3 separate regions of the Sus scrofa genome follow, and all the other regions are linked to region 1. A link is a contact called in public HiChIP or PLAC-seq data. All regions are on one chromosome and are shown on one strand. Each heading gives the region's core, a stretch centred on a gene start, on an enhancer-like site or on the middle of the called end of the contact. The rest is flanking DNA. Distances are from core to core; before and after follow the strand shown.

Evidence for each region. HiChIP or PLAC-seq counts read pairs in DNA pulled down with a chosen protein or histone mark.
Region 2: an H3K27ac HiChIP or PLAC-seq map of alveolar macrophages shows a contact between it and region 1. The contact joins two enhancer-like sites. A contact is called at or near these places in 2 of 2 datasets of contacts at active chromatin or transcription factors (alveolar macrophages and skeletal muscle).
Region 3: a contact with region 1 is called in an H3K27ac HiChIP or PLAC-seq map of alveolar macrophages. The contact joins two enhancer-like sites. A contact is called at or near these places in 2 of 2 datasets of contacts at active chromatin or transcription factors (alveolar macrophages and skeletal muscle).

The regions. Positions count from the first base shown.
Region 1 is chr16:46,461,324-46,464,244 of Sscrofa11.1, reverse strand. The region is part of intron 2 of PIK3R1 (phosphatidylinositol 3-kinase regulatory subunit alpha); the gene reads right to left. Among named protein-coding and RNA genes, the nearest start is that of PIK3R1, 28 kb to the right of the region's middle. Within about 2 kb of position 1,329, at least 13 of the 83 cell types and tissues checked have an H3K27ac peak or open chromatin away from gene starts, as enhancers often do. A contact at or near this core is called in alveolar macrophages, where this site is marked.
Region 2 is chr16:46,057,176-46,060,231 of Sscrofa11.1, reverse strand. No RefSeq gene overlaps it. Among named protein-coding and RNA genes, the nearest start is that of PIK3R1, 380 kb to the left of the region's middle. Within about 2 kb of position 1,526, at least 7 of the 83 cell types and tissues checked have an H3K27ac peak or open chromatin away from gene starts, as enhancers often do. A contact at or near this core is called in alveolar macrophages, where this site is marked.
Region 3 is chr16:46,019,116-46,022,047 of Sscrofa11.1, reverse strand. No RefSeq gene overlaps it. Among named protein-coding and RNA genes, the nearest start is that of PIK3R1, 410 kb to the left of the region's middle. Within about 2 kb of position 1,582, at least 4 of the 83 cell types and tissues checked have an H3K27ac peak or open chromatin away from gene starts, as enhancers often do. A contact at or near this core is called in alveolar macrophages, where this site is marked.

The sequences.
Region 1 (2,921 bases), core at 80-2,579:
CAATTTAACTTATCATTTGATATAAAATATACAGATAGAAAAAAAGTTTTCATAAGGACCACTGAGTGAGCATAATGTTCTAATTAAAAGAAATAAACCCTAAAGTCTGTAATTACGACCTGTTTAGGTGAGAAACTTTCAACACATGCTTCTCGCTATATCCCACTGAATGAAGAACAGAATTTTCATCCCTCAGTGCTGCACCCATGCAAATATGCCCACAATTGACTCTATGCCAATTCTTTTATCTTCTACCTAACTAGAAGAAAAAAAAAAATCAAGTCGAATTATTTCAATTTTAAAAGGTTTTTATGTATAAATAAAAGATCGCCAAGGCTCAGTGGTGAACAGAATTTGGGTCTGCTGTGGATAAGCCCCACTGCTGCTTATACACATCTGTCAAATCCACAGGAATGTAATCTTAGTAAAGATATAATTAATGCAGCCACAGAACACTCCAAATTAATGCTTTAATTTAAAGTACAGCTGTTTAATCTTCTCATTGTAAGAGACCAGAATACCTAATGCTCAATTCAAGAAGAGCAGGAAGTAAACAACAGTAAAGAGAGGAAACTGAAGTTACTCAATTGTCCATGAAGCTTAAGGAACCATTTTATGAAGTTTTAATTAAACAGTTTCTTGTCCTCTGGTTCATGCGGTTCAACGGCACACTCTTCAGAATCTGGATCCCCAAACTAACCTGCTTTTCCCCCTGAGCTGCCAAAGTTAATTGAGCACTTGCTAAAGCCCCAGTCTGGGAGCTAATCTTGATGTAGCTTCTTTTTGGCTGGCAAATCAAACTGTCTGTAAAGCAAAAGCAGGGCTGCCAACGCTGGGATCCCCGTGTTTACTACCACAGCTGGTTTATAGTCCCACTGAAGGAGAGAGCAGAACTTTCCATCTCTCAGTCCTGCACCCATGCGAATACACTCCTTTCAACTGCGCTTCCAGCTGATTCTATCTTCTACCTAACTAGAAGAAAAAGATCAAGTTGAATTATGTTAGTTTTAAAAGGTTTTCATGTAGAAATAAAAGATCACCAAGGCTCAATCGATAAAAGAAGTTTCTCCAGTGAACATTCTGGGGAAGAAAGAAAGATACAACTTTAGTACAAGTTCCTAATGGGGCCCCGGGCCACCTCCTTCCTGCACAGTGAACTGACATCAAGGACCTCTGTTGACAATCAGCTACAAATTATGGGACTGACTGACCAGGCTCCAGAGTAAAATGATTTATTCAGCTAAAACTATGGTAGAACAGAACTTTCTCCTTCCTAACCCCACCCTCTTGTAAGTTTCAGTGAAACTTCCCTTCAAAAATGTTCTAGGTTACGACCTCCATGGATGGTTCCTCCCAGAGCTGAATTTTCTCTGAGGAACATCCTCTCATCCAGTTGAGTTCATAAGAAGGGACATTTTTTTTTTTTTTTAAAAAAACAGGAAACAGAACATCCAAACCTTTTTCGAAGTTTTACGTGTCTACTCAGAGCAGAGGAACAAATCTTTTCTTAATCAAAATTAGCCTTTAACAATTAAGAGGCCTAGCAGGTTTACCAGCCCATCAGAGAAGTTCAAAAATAACAATTTTTCTAATACCAAGAACAGAAATACAAGTTATGTTTTACATAACACAGAGGCAAAGGGCTCAAAAATGGGCTTTCCTCTTTCATCATGGCCTTTTGTAAATATTGCAACAGTGGACCAGTGGGAATTCTGACAGGAAAAAAGTCCCATCAGAGACTGGCTTTTTGTTTAAAAAAAAAAAAAAAAAAAGTCTTGCTTATGCAGAAAATTCTTGCTTTTTTCCATTATGTGGTATCTGGGGGAGGGTGGGAAGAGGAAGGCTTCTTTCTATATCTGTAGAGCACTGTAATTTAAAATGAGTCATGTAAAACATAAATGAAAATGTTAACCTCTGAGACAGGGGTCAGCAAATCTTTTTCCCTCTTGGATCCAGTTTTCTCTGGAAAGCTTACAAAACCCAAACCAGGGGCTTTCCCTATAAATACATTCCTACTTACCCAGAAAATGAAGGTAAAGTCTGAAAGAAGACAAGTTCAAGAAAGAGGCCTTGAGAATGTGAGACAGCCTGGGTATAGCTCAGCTTCGGGCTATCTGGTCAACCCAGCATACGTCTCGTTTCGCAGGAGTGAATTTTCCCCAATCACAGCTACATAGGATACCTTAATTCCTCCAAGAGGGGTGGATTTTTTTGCCCTACGGTTAAGCCATATTGCAGTAGTTGACCCTGGGAAAGTACTTGAGAGCCTGGCTACCCTTGGAAGACCTCTCTTTCTGAGCCCCCAGCTGTGGCTCACTGGAAGTAATGCTCCAAATAAAATCATTAAATCCATCTTGACGACTTAATGAAACCACTAGCGCCTTGGACTTCTCCTCTGGCTTTCTACATCACGCCTGACACAAACCAAAGTTTGACTGCTATGGAAGACTCAACCAGAGGCCACAAGGAAAAGTTCAGATCCCTGATCCATGTTCTAGCTTCAGCTGCTAGTCACAGCTGCTCTCTGAGTGAAAATTAAGCTTTTATTTACCTAATCCATACATTCTTCCAGACCGGAATTGCTATCAAAGATTCCAACTCTAGGTTCAAACACTGACACTGCTCTGACACCACAGTACTTTTCTGTGAATGGAATGAGATCATCTATGATACTTCATGTTATTCTCTCTCTATTGCAAGAAAACTGCTAGAGAAGTTGAAAATTTCATACAAATTATATAAGACTCTGGCTTGATGTGCACCTGATCTTAACAGAAACAAAGCAATGGCCAATCAAGCATTTTTAATACCTGTATCTTTAAGATTTTGAAATTGGAGGCTAAATGGATAAGGAGACAAAGATTACAGAGATGTGAGACTATTTAAAAGTCTACAACTTATGGGCCACTACTGCCTAATAT
Region 2 (3,056 bases), core at 277-2,776, 400 kb after region 1:
CAGGAGCTGGCAGTCAGCTTTGCCCCTCTCTCTTTTCTCTTTTCCATTTTATTTCCCTTCTGACTCCCCATTGCTTTCTTTTACTTTCTGGAAATTCTTTCTCCTTCATTTTGTCATGATTGTTTCTAGTTTCTCAATTTTGACTTTTAAAATGTTCATTCAATTTTCAGAAGGGAAAAAAGTAGCAATGGTCTAATCTTCATGCATGTAAGCACCACGCTATGCTCTATCCCTTCTTGGGGAAGGTCAGTTCACCATAGAGACAGCATCCAAGGAGACTGAGAAGCTGAGTGAGCATCTACATAAGGTGACATGAGAGAATGGGGCAGATACACACCTCTGTCTTTCACTCCTCATCCCTGCTTCTGAAATCTCCCACTGAGGAGACAGAGAACAGTGAAAGGTGGGACAGTTCAAGCCTCCTTATTTCATCCTTCAGAATATTAACTGATCCTTTTTGTCTCTTATATTTTTTTTCTCATATCCTTGACATAGTCCTCCTAACTTGAAGGACACCAGTAGAGTCAAGCTGGTTCTTCTCACTTTATCCTCTCTGTCATCCACCTTGCATGTCACTGCCAGCATATCCATAAAGCTGTACTTATAGTTGTCATTTGCTCAAAAATCTACAGTGGCTTCCTGTTATTTTTGGCTTTAGTTACAAATTTTTCTGTTTGGCTTTGCAGGCCATTCATCATCTGAGAGTAGTTTCCCAGCCCTTCCCAAAAGCATTCTTTAACAGCTCACTTCCTTTCATGTATTCTGCTCTTATTTCCAACCCCTTGCCTTTGCTCATGCTGTTTTTCATCATTTGTAAGAACGTCTCTCCTCACCTTTATCTACTAAGCAATTTTGGTCTCCCACATAGTTTCCCTGAACCACTCTAGATGATACAGATTTTCCTTCTAATTTCTTACTGTTCATATAATAATTTCCATACAGTTCAGCATTTAATTTTTCTATATATATATTTTTTTGTTTCCCTGGCCTTTAGGAATGTGGACTTACGTTTTCAAATTTATAACACCACATGCAAATGAAAGATACCATGATTATTTTTAGAACCAAAAATGTTTCTACATGTTCACGAAGTATGTATTCAAGTCCCTGGAATTAATTCAGCACACAGAACTGTTGCATGTCAAATACAGAGTGCCACTGCTCTGAAAGATGATTCCTACTATTGATGGGAGCTATTGGATCTACTCCACTGAATTCCAAATTGAGTAACTGTACTTGAAAAGTCTATCAGATAGATATGTTTCTCTTTTAGGAAATTACCAGAGTGAATCCTTCTGATAAATACATCCAGGAGCAGATCAGTGTCTTTTAAAATGATGACAATGTACAAAATAAGAGAAGATACAATTAAACCAAACCAAGAAGAAATTTCTCAGCTTGTCAATGAGATGTAACAGCTTTACAGGCAGATTCTCCAAACAACAAGCCTCCAAACTCCTTGCAGATAAAAATTACGATATTTGAGAAGCAATGGAGACTAATTCAGTCATTTCTCAAACTGAGTTTCAGTTCCTCCTTCATGTACTGTGCAATACACATTTAATTTTTTCATATGAAAAAGGAATGCCTTTAATGTTGACTTTTGAAAAGAGGTCACATCTGTGTTAACCTCATAAATATACTGACGGCTTACAACTTTATTAATTCTGTATAGCCTCTACCCTCTTATGTTCCCTGTCTGTATTTATAACTCTTGCTCTTTTTCACAGATACTGGAAAATGGAAGCAAACTGGATTAAATACCAAGCTAAGGCTTCCACTTCTGGCCAAACTGGAATTTTGTAGACTAGATTTTTCTTCTTACAACACACGCACAAAGTACACAAGCTATATGAAGCACTGACTTCCAAGACATTGGATATTAACAATGAAGAATGCAATCCCTGGGATGTGAGAAATGAGTGAGGTGAAGCCTCTGGCTGCCCAAGCTTACAACACTGGGGAAGACTCCTGGTCATGGAGCAGAGAGGGGAAACTATGTGTAGTCTAGCAGAATCCCTGAGTTGAAGAGATAGAGCTGAGTGTCTTGGGATACCAGGGTTGCTGGAGTTCTTTAGGTGGAGTTCAAAGAAGAAAGAGTCACAAAGAAAGAGAACTCTAGAGAACCGTACAGGGTCAATTCCTGAGTTTAGCAGCATATTGATCAAGTATATATGTGATGAAAGTAACTGGGATTGGGAGAAGAGTCACCAACAGGGTTAGTGGACTGGTATCCGTTGCTCACACAGAGTCAGGAAGTGCCTGTTCCCAACAGCTGTAGTGGAAAACTCTGTAAGTCACATGGACGTGGGAGAGTTCTAAGAATAGTTTTGCCTTAGCAGTAGAGAATTACCGGGTCACTTTGCTGTACACTCGAAATTGACAGAACACTGTGAAAAACTATAATGGAAAATAAAAAATAAACTAAACATGGTTCTAGAACTATACAACAAATTTTAAAGAAAGATCCAAATAACTTAACTATATCCAAAAATAAAATATAAGAATATCTACAGAGATACAAAATTATCCAACACCTAGAAAGTTAAAATTCACAATTCCCAACATCTAATAAAAAATCTTCAAGTATGGAAAAAGGAAGAAAAATATGACTCATAATGACAAGAACACTCAATCAAAACCAACTCATAACTGACACAGATGTTAGAATTACCAGACTAGGTCTTTCAAACAGCTACTATAACTACATTCTATACATTCAAAAAGCTGAAAAGCAGAAATACAAAAAAGACACAGATAAAATTTTTAAAGATGAAAACCAGAATGTCTGAAATGAAAAAGTAACTACAGGGGATAAACTTCAGGTTTGACATGGCAGAAGAAAAGAATAGTAAACCTGATGAGAGAGCAATGGAAACTGTTCAAAATAAAACACTAAGAGATAAAACAATAAAAAAAAAAAAAACTGAAAAGAATACCAATGATCTGTGGAACAACTCCAAGTATCCTAATATATGTGTAGCTGGAACACCTGAAAGAAAGGGGTGACAGAAAAAAAAAATTGAAAAAATAATGGTAAAATTTCTTTCCAAAAT
Region 3 (2,932 bases), core at 333-2,832, 440 kb after region 1:
CTTTTTGGTTTTTTTTTTCTTGTTCTACAGCTTGTTTATGTCATTAAGTGACAACATATACAACATGTGTGTCTAGAGGGCATTGTCTCATTAGCTGAACATATTGTCTAATTTATTAAATGCATGTAATGGATAATTGATAAAATTAGTTTATTTACATAAAAGGCCTTGTACAACAAGGTTTTTATTTAGTTATTTTTCCTGGTCACATCCTTAGGGTTAGGTAAGCAATGACATAATTCATCCTGAACTTCTTGCAACCTTCATTTACTAATGGCCTGGTTAGCAGTTTTGATACTTTTTCCCAGGGTTGCATTCAAGTGTCTCAATGGGGTGAAAAGGACATATGGAAGAGAGTTGGAAAGAAATAGTGAGGCCCTGCTCCACACAGGCAAGCCCAATGTTGCTGGGGTTTCTGATTTTTCAGAATATTAATAGATACTAGAGGACAAAAAAAAAAAAAAAAAAGACATAATGGATGGAATGGCAGTTTATAACCCCTGGTTTACTGTCTTTGGGTTTTTGTTTCATTGAGTATTCAGTGTTTAATTAATAAAGGCCAAGGAACTTTAACATTGAGATCTACGCTATCAGAGACTGAGCACATTACATTGTGCCAAGAAGAGTAATTATTTTAATGACTTTAAATATATTTTAGAGTTTTAGGGGTGTCAATGGTTGAGCTGTCAACCTTTCAATTGATTCTGGAGAATATGTGTGTCTCTGTGTGTGTGTGTGTGAGTGTAAAAGAAATAACCTGCCTCAGCTCTGCATCTAAGTGTTTTCTTCTTAGCACAATATACATTATCTGTAGGACTTCAGTTGCTTCTGCATTCATATAATGTCTTAGAGGATTTTCTCTCCCAGGTTTTAAAGCCATGGAGATGTAATTCAGATTTTGCCCTCAAATCTTCAAGAATTTGGTAAAAGAAGCATTTAACCAACATTTGGTTGATAGACCCCAAGATAAGTTGCTGAGTGTTCAATAGAGTTCTCTCCCTGTGGTTATATATCATGTTCCCTGAACTTTTATAAAGGGTTAAAATATTACTAAAATACAAGTTCTCAACTTCCTTAATCATCTGTTTTCTTACAGTTTCTTGACAATAGTTTCTTCTCTTTCCTTTTTTTTTTTTTTTTTTTTTTTTTTAAGCATATGGAAATTCCAAAGCAGCTGCCAGCCTACACCACAGCCACAGCAATGCAGGATCCGAGCATGTCTGTGATCTATACCACAGGTCACAGCAATACCAGATCCTTAACCCAATGAGCAAGGCCAGGGATCAAACCCACATCATCATGGATACTAGTCAGATTCTTAACCTGCTGAGCCACAATGGGAACTCCACTGACAATAGTTTCTTAATTTTTCTGTGTCCATTCTAGGGGAAAAAAATCATGGACACCCTGGACTAGCCCCAATCTCTAGTGGATTATATAAAATGTGCTAGGAAACTTGAGATCATCTTCACAGACTCTCACAGAGATAAATGTTTATAAAGCAGGGGGAACCAAAGGAGAAAGCAGAAATGAAAGAAAAAGAAGATTTCATCATTCATAGAAACTTTCTATCTTTGACCAGTATAACTGGAACTTCTGCTGAAGAATAACTGGGGGAGTGTACCAATTAAGCCTCCCAAAGCTCCAGCCTTTCCTACCAGCCATTACCCTCAGAGCCTATGGGGAGCCGGGGAGTGTATTTAATGTTTCAAATGCATACTTTCCTTTCAAAAGCCTATGCTAATTCTTAGATAAACCAGAAGAAATCTGATCAACCTCTGAACAAAGATTTTGCTTATCTTGCCCCAGCGGGATATTTTCTTGCTCCTTTAAATTTCTGGTTCTTTGTCTTGTGCTGTTTTTTAAAATAAATGTTCTGATTTTGAAACACAGCAGGAGACTAAAGTTGCAGTAGCATTCACTGAGATCTTTACAGTTGGATCACGATATGGTGCATACTGTCCAGTACCACTCAGATGCCCCCTTCAGGACCAAAGTGCTAATTTCCTCATCTGCCAGGAGGACTGGCCACGGATGGCTTGTAGCTGGGTCTCAATATTTGCTTGCAGACAAAGGGAGCTTCCTCAGGCAAGTTAACATACCCTCCTTGGAGACAGCCAGCATTCCTTGGCTTCCTTGCCTCAATCCGGAAAATCCCTGAAGCACCATCCCAGTGCCACAGATCCTAGAGAGAACTTCTAAGGCCTCTGTTGCAACCACATTGGAGTTCAATTTCTTCTTCTCACACTCTTGATTCTCTCATTTCCCCCCAAAACTTCTTGTACACAAATCTCTACTTTAGTCTTTTTTTCTGGGGAATTGACAAAAGAGAGTTGATACTGAGAGTGGTCATGGGTCCATCCTGTAAGATGGGATTTTTGAGCCTGATTATCTGCCATTCAGCTGCCAGTGAGAACCCCATCATGAGTGGAAGGCTAAGTACTAGGAGCCCCTAGTGTGTGGATTGGTGCAGTTGTTAATGCTATTACCAGTGGCAAACCAGAATGAGATGCCAGCTAAAAAGCATGCACTGTTTGATGAAATATCTGAGGAGAGTCTGAAAAGCATGGGGGGGGGCAGTAGAAATCATGAAGGTTATGAAGCTGAATGGCTGCTTTGGTTCTATCAATGCATTAGGACGAATGCAGCAACATGCTGAGGAAGATTAATCCCCAGCAAAGACAAAATGTGAACGTTAGAGGGTCTTACTGGCAGCATAGAAAGGACTCATTTCTGATAACTGAGGAAAGACAAATCTGAGAACCAGGCCCAGAACTTAATGACCAGGATAGCAGAGCTCAGGGAAGATTAAACTCTCAATCCAACTTGTCTGCTTCACCAAGATCAACTTCTAAACTTGAGCCTATATCTTTAGTCTGAACTCGTTGACAAAAAAGGAAGCCATGTTCTGATAAGGACTCTGCAACATCAC